Regions from separate parts of the Mus musculus genome. Here region 1 is linked to region 2. Evidence: chromatin contacts called from public Hi-C data. All regions are on one chromosome and are shown on one strand. Each heading gives the region's core, a stretch centred on a gene start, on an enhancer-like site or on the middle of the called end of the contact. The rest is flanking DNA. Distances are from core to core; before and after follow the strand shown. Region 1 overlaps Ganc (glucosidase, alpha; neutral C). Region 2 overlaps Capn3 (calpain 3).

The links. Hi-C and Micro-C count contacts between places; a contact is called where the count stands out from the background.
Region 1: a Hi-C map of double positive thymocytes shows a contact between it and region 2, with 1.8 times the contacts expected there. The contact joins two enhancer-like sites. A contact is called at or near these places in 3 of 484 Hi-C or Micro-C datasets (cortical neurons, double positive thymocytes and liver) and 3 of 9 other capture datasets (adipose tissue, liver and pancreatic islet).

What each region holds. Positions count from the first base shown.
Region 1 is chr2:120,422,177-120,426,220 of GRCm38.p6, forward strand. It overlaps Ganc (glucosidase, alpha; neutral C), which reads left to right. Exons shown (of 24, transcript NM_172672.2): 5 at 1-28; 6 at 1,523-1,568. Among named protein-coding and RNA genes, the nearest start is that of Tmem87a, 20 kb to the left of the region's middle. Within about 2 kb of position 1,680, at least 19 of the 459 cell types and tissues checked have an H3K27ac peak or open chromatin away from gene starts, as enhancers often do. A contact at or near this core is called in double positive thymocytes, where this site is marked.
Region 2 is chr2:120,497,854-120,502,027 of GRCm38.p6, forward strand. It overlaps Capn3 (calpain 3), which reads left to right. Exons shown (of 24, transcript NM_007601.3): 15 at 1,115-1,132; 16 at 3,358-3,471. Among named protein-coding and RNA genes, the nearest start is that of 4931402G19Rik, 31 kb to the left of the region's middle. Within about 2 kb of position 2,213, at least 92 of the 459 cell types and tissues checked have an H3K27ac peak or open chromatin away from gene starts, as enhancers often do. A contact at or near this core is called in double positive thymocytes, where this site is marked.

The DNA of each region.
Region 1 (4,044 bases), core at 430-2,929, 76 kb before region 2:
AGCACCTACAGGTTCCTCACAAGCAGAGGTATTTGTATACATTACTTGCCCTTAAGATCTACCTTAACGGAGCCTGTCTGGAATACCAGCTGCCTTGGACCCGGGTCTTCACGCTTGCACAGCAGATGCCTTACTGCCTGAGCTTTCTCCCCTTCCCCCCAACAAGACTTTAAGGGTGGCCGAAGAACTTATGCACTAACATATTTGTTGTGCTAGTTTTACTGTTTCTCCATTAAAAACAAAAAACAAAAACAAAAAAAACAACAGCTGAAGAATGTGATGGTTGAAATAAGATGTCCCCATGGTCTAGGCATTTGGATGCTTGGTCCCCAGTGGGTGCTGCTGTTTGGGGAGACTTAGGAGGTGTGGCCTTGATGGAAGAAGTATGTCTCTGGAACCAGGCTTTGAGAGACGGACACCTTTCCCCAGTTTACTTCCTGCTTCCTGCTTGTGGTTCCAGATGTAGCCCTCGGCTTCTGTTCTAGCCACCATCTCTGCCGCCTGCCTCCACCACTCCATCATCATGGACTCTCAGCCCTCTGGAATCCTAAACCCAAACAAGCTTTCTCTGCTGTGAGCTGCCTTGGTCATCGTGTTTTGTCACAGCAACAGGAAAGTAACAGATAGGAAGAATATTAATAAGATAAAGACAGAGTAGATTGGGATTTTGGGTATTTAAATTTTCCTTCTTTTTATTACTTTTTAATTTTCTCACAATGAGTATATATTACTTTTATGATTATTAAATACTAATTTAATAATTTAAATTATTTTCCAATGCTAACATTTCAAAAATAAAAATAAGTTGCAACTTAAAAAAATCATAATGTGGAAATAAATAATGCAAATTTATTTTCCCTTATTCTGATGCTAGAAATAGCAAGTGCAGGCTGCGAGGTTTTCAAACAGCCCTTGGTGAGAATGGAGAAGCATCTCTTCAGACCACCGCAGTCTAAGCAGCAAGCCTCTTTAACCACTGAGCCATCTCACTGCCGCTACTTGCCTTTCTTTCTTTTTTTTATTGAGACAGAGCCTTGAAGTTACTTTGCAGGCAGCAGTAACCTTGAATTTTTCTTTCTTTCTTTCTTTCTTTCTTTCTTTCTTTCTTTCTTTCTTTCTTTCTTTCTTTCTTTCTTTCTTTCTTTCTTTTTAGAGATTTATTTATTTTATTTCTATGAGAACACTGTAGCTATCTTCAGAGGGCATCAGATCCCATTACAGATGGTTGTGAGCCACCATGTGGTTGCTGGGAATTGAACTCAGGACCTCTGGAAGAGCAGACAGTGCTCTTAAACATTGAGCCATCTCTCCAGCTCAACCTTGAATTTCTGATGTCCTGCCTTAGCCCTCTAAATCCTTGGATTACAGTCATGTGTTACCATGCCTGGTCTATAATGATGTCATATTTAATTAATTAAAGGATAGGATTTATAAAGATTTGGAAATGTAACATCTTTTTCATTGCATTAAATACTGGCAGTCTTCCCACTGAGTGAAACAATGTTATCTATGTTTAAAACAGAGCTACCAAAGGAAATGGGCAAAATACACCAGCTGCCACCTCTCAGGTAATGAGATCTAGCCATTTCCTTTTGATCTTCTTTAACACTCCAGTCTGTAAGCAAGTAGTGGTTTCTATTCAGCTCTTCTGCAGAAGGGTGCCTGGTAAGTGTGCTATCGTATACAAAGGGGCCACATGTCCTTTTCTTTCACTTATCTTAGCATCTTAGTCCTTGTAAGTGTGTGTGCATGTCAGATGTAGAAGCCAGGTGTCTTCCCCAGTTATTCTCTAACTTAGTGTTTATTACATTTCGTTCACACGTGTGGTGTGTGTGTGTGTGTGTGTGTGTGTGTGTGTGTGTGTGTGTGTGTGTGTGTATGCTGTATCCACATGTTTCTTTTATCAGGAGGAAGGGACACAAAGTGAAAGGAGTTGGGTAAAATGTTAAAGAACTAGGCAGGCTGTTCCTTGGAAAGACTAGCAATGTTCTTTTACTTAACAAAGTCTGTTGAAGACCATTTCCTGGCAGGCAGGCATCACTGAAGGAATTGGTAGTTCACCCTTAAACAGATCTAAGTTCCCTATCTGTCACAGAGTGTACCTTCCTTTAAGAAATGTTTACATCTTTGAGTTAACCCTAAGAACAAAGAAGGCTTTAAACACAGAGGCACATGGTCTCACTTCTGCTTGTGAAGGATTACTTTGTCTGAGTTATTAAAAAAAATAGATAAACTATAAGTCTTTTGTGTGTCTCTGTATGTGGGTATGGCATGCACATGTCTGTGCACATGTGTGACTTGGTCTACAGGCATGTGTATGTGCAGGCCAGAAGTTGACACCAGGTGACGTTTTCAGTCACTCTCCACCGCGTGTTTTGAGGCAGTCTCTTGCCTGATGTCACTGATGCAGCTGGTCTGCTAGGCAGCCTGTCTGTGGATTGCCTGTCTGTCCCCCATGTGTAGCCTGCTATGTCTACTTGACATTTATGTGGTCGCCGAGGATTGAACACCAGTCCTCACACTTGAGCAGCAAGCACTCTACCACTGATCTGTCTCCCCAGGACTCTGCAGCACAGGCTGGCCTCTAACTTACAGCCATCCTCCTGCCTCAGCCTCCTGAGTGCTGAGGTTCTGTGTGTACACCACCACACCTGACTAGAAATCTTTTTTCATTCACAGCCACATAACTCCTCACAGAGTCTTGACAGTAGCTGTAGCCTTTTGCAGTGATGAAAGTATTTCTGGTGCCCCGAGGACTAAGTCTTCTTTTTCTTAAGACTCATCTATATGGAAGGATATGAGAAGATAACCACATGATTATAAACAGGATTGTGATGACACGTCAAGTTCACTTTGGGGAAATAGCTCATTAGATTGCTTGAGTAGCAGTTTTGTTTTTTGTTGTTTTGTTTTTTGTTTTTTGTTTTTTTTCGAGACAGGGTTTCTCTGTGTAGCCTTGGCTGTCCTGGAACTTACTTTGTAGACCAGGCTGGCCTTGAACTCAGAAATCCTCCTGCCTCTGCCTCCCAAGTGCTGGGATTAAAGGCATGCACCACGCCAGGCAGAGTAGTAGTTTTGAGACACAGATCTTGTCACAAAAAGCTTATTAATGTTACAGACCATATCTATTGGAAAAATTTCAACTGTTTGAGAGATTCCACAGCCTCTAAAGCCCATGTCTGCCCCGGGGTTAGCATAGTCTCTACCTGGGTCATACAGATGTGACTTCAGGAGGCACAGGATTGCTTTACAGAAGCCAGAAGTGGACAAATAATTCATTTTCAAGCAAAATTTCTTTCACACATAGTTTATTTATTTGTTCTCCTTCTTAGGTAAAATTGAGAAAGTTATAGCAATAGAGAGAGGCAAGACCTGAGAAATCAGTGTCATTCATTTCATCTAACATCTCATACCAGCACAGACAGACATCTGACTGAAGAGGGGAAGCTCAGCAAAGCCAGGCTCTGCTCGTAAACTCACCTGAGCTGGGAAGGCAGGCGGCTCGGGCTGCTGCTGACATCAGGGCCCGAGTTTAATCCTCAGAACCCTCATGGTAGAAGAAGAAAGCTAACTCCTGTGGGGTGTCCTTTGGCCTCTACATGTGAACTGTGGCATATGTGCATATGTTGCCCTCCAAATAAATAAATAAGTAAATAAATAAATAAATGCAAAAAATTAAAGCTGACCTAAGTTATTAGATTCTCAGTGTTTTACTTCATATATTTACGTGAAAGTTTTCTCTTTTGCTGGGTGGTGGTAGTAGCACATGACATTTTTTTTAAAGATTTATTTATTTATTTTATGTATGTGAGTACACTATTGCTGTACAGATGGTTATAAGCCTTCATGTGGTTGTTGGGATTGAAGTTTTAGGACCTCTGCTCATTCCAGTCAACCCTGCTCACTCTAATCGGCCCTGCTCACTCAGTCCGTGCTTGCTCCAACCCAAGGTTTATTTATTATTATACTTAAATACACTGTAGTTGATTTCAGATGCACCAGAAAAGGGCATCAGATCTCATTATAGGTGGTCTTGAGCCACCA
Region 2 (4,174 bases), core at 963-3,462:
CTCCATGATCACAATGCTGGTTCCATGCTAGGGCTGGAGCCAGGTACCTTCCTAACAACTGCACATCTTATTTTAGGGTTGGGTGTGTCTTGCTCTTCCTCATCCTTTGGGTGCTGGAACAGCATAGAATATGTTTCAAGAGTTGCTCACTCAAAGATTTCATGGACTGGGAGCGTGGCTGAGTGTAGAATGCTTGCCTGGTATTCACAGGGCTCTGGATTCAATTCTAGTGCTGCTTAAGAGGGAGGAGGGAGGCTCATGGGAACAGGCATGTCATGAGTACTGCAGGTCAGTGGAGGGGGTCTAGTGTCCTTACATACCTATGTTTGTCAACAGCTTTCAAATAATACATGGTGGGCCAGGTGTGGTGGCACAAGTGAATCTCTGTGGTTTCAAGGCCTACAGAGAGAGTTCCAGGACAGCTAGGGCTACACAGAGAAACCCTGGTTTTTTGTTTGCTTGTTTTGGGGGATTTTTTTGTATTTTGTTGTTGTTTTTAAAGACACTGGGTAGGGGCTCAGCTGACTTGCCACAGGACATTGCTCGCCCAGTGTAATTGCCAAACCTTCCGATTTTACAAAAAAAGCCCTAACCTGGAAACACATATGAATCTCCCTGTTACATGTTTGCCTAAATATTAAAACAAAATCTCCTTAAAAAAAAAAAAACTTCACTTTCACACAGGTTTGAATGAGCCACATTTTGGCGACCAATTCTATTTTTAAGGACTGGCAAGGTCCTTTCCCTCCTCAGCATCGGATTAGCAGAACAAAGCGTAGCAGCTGTCAGTCTTGGGATGTGGCAGAAGAATACTCTTCCTCCTTTGCACTCTGTGTTCTTTAAAAAATTGTATTTTATTAATTTATTCATTCATTCGTGTATGTGCATGTCCCAAGCACATATGTGGGGGTCAGAGGACAACTTGTGGCAGTCAGTTCTCTTGTTTTGCTTTGTGGTTCCCAGGGGTCATTTGGGTTGTCAGTCTTGGTGGCAAGTGCCTTTACCCCTGAGCTCCAATTGATTACAATATCTGGACTCTAGAGTCTTGAGCCACTGGCCACCCTAGAAACTTGATTTTCACCCATTCCTCATTTACTGTCCCCTTTCTATGCAGAAAAAGAAAAAAAACAAGGTGAGTGGGCCAGGCACTGTGCTTATGTGTGCACATGCATGCATGTGTGTGTACACATATGTAACATGTGGCACGTGTATGTATACTTGTGTATATGCATGCATATGCATACACATGTGTAACATGTGGCACGTGTGTGTATACTCATGCATATGTATACACACACGTAACATGTGGCATGTGTGTATACTTGTGTATATGCATGCATATGTATACACATGTGTAACATGTGGCATGTGTGTATATACTCATGCATATGTATACATGCGTGTAACATGTGGCATGTGTGTATACTTGTGTATATGCATGCATATGTATACACATGTGTAACATATGGCATGTGTGTGTACACTGTGGCATGTGTAAGATGCACTTCTTCCTCTTTTCCTTGGAGCCTCTGCTGAGTTGGGTGCCCTCGCAAGTGCTTCAGCTCAGCCTCACAGTGATCCTGGACTGTGGTTCCATTATCAGTCCTGTGTTTAGAGGGGGAAAAGGCAGAGACAAACCAGTCTCCCTGAGACCACACTTAGCCAGGGGGTTCCACAGAGTCTGTGCTCTGAAATACACAGCCGTCAGACAAGGTTTGGTGTGGGTGCTTATGGTGGTCCTGAGGAATCTATCTCAGAGGTTCTCCTGGCACGAGTGCTGGTCCAGCCCAGAGGGAACATATACCATGTGAAGTGCTTATAGCAAGCCCCTACCCCACTATATAATAGTATCTATAAGGTAGTCACTGTTTATGCTTTTTATAAGTGAGCGTTCACATTCAGAGAAGCAAAGTGATTTGCCACACAGTTAGCAACTGGGGACATTGGAACCACAGTCCCACATATGTCTACTCCGAGACCAGTCTCCTGCCTCACCTCCCCAGTGCTCCCTACCCTTCAAGGCTTGTGTTGTCAAGATTGCATGTGAGTCTATAAGCGCATGGCTGGTAGAGATGCCCCATGGCTACACCCTGCCCACTAGTCTGCTCAGACCGTCACCTTCGCTTGTTCTGAGATCCCAACTAGTTTCATTTGCTTTGGCAAGAGCCGTTGTTTATAAAAGCAAGCTGCGGTCTAAGGAGCCTCTCAGAGCTAAACCCGACTCTCTCTGGTGCTCCCCCTGGGTGAGCTGCACAGGAACAGAGTGGGGCCTCCCTGACCAGGCTGCTTTTTTTAGTGGAGGCTGCTAAGATTATCTGCACTTTGGCCCAAGCCCTGCTGTTTCCCACCACACCAGCACAGGCAGGATGTGGTGGCCACTCTCTAGCTCTTCTGTGGCCTCTGCACTTGCATGAATATGGCCTTAAGGTAGCCCTCCTGCTTCTGCAGTACCTTCGGGGTTTGCACAGTAAGTACAGTTTCACTAACCCTCTGGCTTCCGCAGAGGCCCTATCAGAAGGGAAAGTGAGGTTTTACCAGGTGCAGTAGCAGATGAGTGTGAACAGCCACTGAAGGTAGTTCTTACATGAGGGGAGGAGGGCTGGGCAGAGCAGACATGCCACAAGCAGCAGGATATGAGAGGTTCCTGGGGAACTGCAGGGCCAGAGCTCTGTTTTCTACTAGGATGACCTTGAATTTGTGGTCATTCCCTCTGCTAGGGTTACAGTTGTGTGCCACCACGACCAGCCTGAAAGCCTCATTTTTAATGGGTTTGACACTGAATTTCTGGGAGACTTCAGTGTTTTTCCACTTGAAAAATAAATTCACAAAAGTACTTGATAATCACCGATCACATCATCTGTGCTCAGCATTCTTAGCGCTTTTGCGTGTTACTTAGGAACGCACAAGGAGAAATGGGAGGTGGGATACAATAGCGGACCATCCAACTTATAGAACATATTAGCTGTTTTTAAAAATATGAATAAAACTGAGAAGAACTGAGGTTCAAGCCACACATGATGGTATACACAGGGGCTAGACTGAGCTATAGTGGGATTCAGTCCCAAACAAAACAAAACACAGAGAGGGAGGGAGGGAGGGACAGACAGACAGACAGACAGAGACAGAAATGGAGAGAGACAGACAGAGACAGAGAGAGTACTCTTCAAGGTCCAGAAAGGTTTGGCATGTCTCCTAGCCACACGGCTTGTGAGTTCAGAAATGGGACTCAGGCTTCTGAGTGACCATTTCCTCCTGAGTGGACAAAGCTGCTTCAGGGGTCGTCTGCCTCTTGTGTCCGTCGGCCTGTAATACTTGCTTCCCTCCTGCCCGCCCCTTTCCCTCCCCTCCCCTCCCCAGCCCATCATCTTCGTTTCTGACAGAGCAAACAGCAACAAGGAGCTGGGTGTGGACCAGGAGGCAGAGGAGGGCAAAGACAAAGCAGGGCCCGAGAAACGAGGGGAAACCCCACAGGTTTCTGAGCATGCGGCATGGATGGGGAGTTTAGCTCGTAGTGGCGGCTCTGCTATGCTCTTGGGGTCCTTAGGGGTTATGGTAGCTCTCAGGGGAGGGTCTCTTCAGCACTGTGGGGTTTGGAATTGTCTGCTGACTTTTCCTCCCGGCAAGTTCCTCTGAACTTTGCAGGTATTTCTTGGGTAAGTGTCTTTTAAGGTCGCTGCCACACCAAACCAGTCCCAGGGTGGGAAGGATAGGCCAAGAACAGCCCACTGACGCCTCTCCAGTCAGGACAATGGAGCATGGGGAGACAAAGGCTGAGTGAGGCGAGCCAGCTGCAGAGAACGAAGCTGAACTGTCTTTGAGTTGTTGCAAAGGGAGGAAAAGGGGATGGTAGCAGAAAGTGGGGTCTGACAGCAGCCCTGAAGTCCTGCAGAACTCCAGGGCCACGCCCTCCATCCCAGAGAACCTACCAGGTGGGGAGGGAGGGGTCCTTTGAGGACTTAGCTACAGAGACAGTAGCGGTTGGAGGACCTGGCCTCTGGTCAGGCTCAAAAGAGCAGAGAAAGTTCTATCTGGAAGAGAGTCGGGAGAGTCAAGGATGCTGTCTGCATGTTAGCATGGCAAATTTGTCCTTTGGCCTGAGGTTCCGGGACTGCAGAGCCTCTAGAATCCTCACTGAGTTTGCAGGTAGACTGAAAACTTGAACCTTGTGCCACCT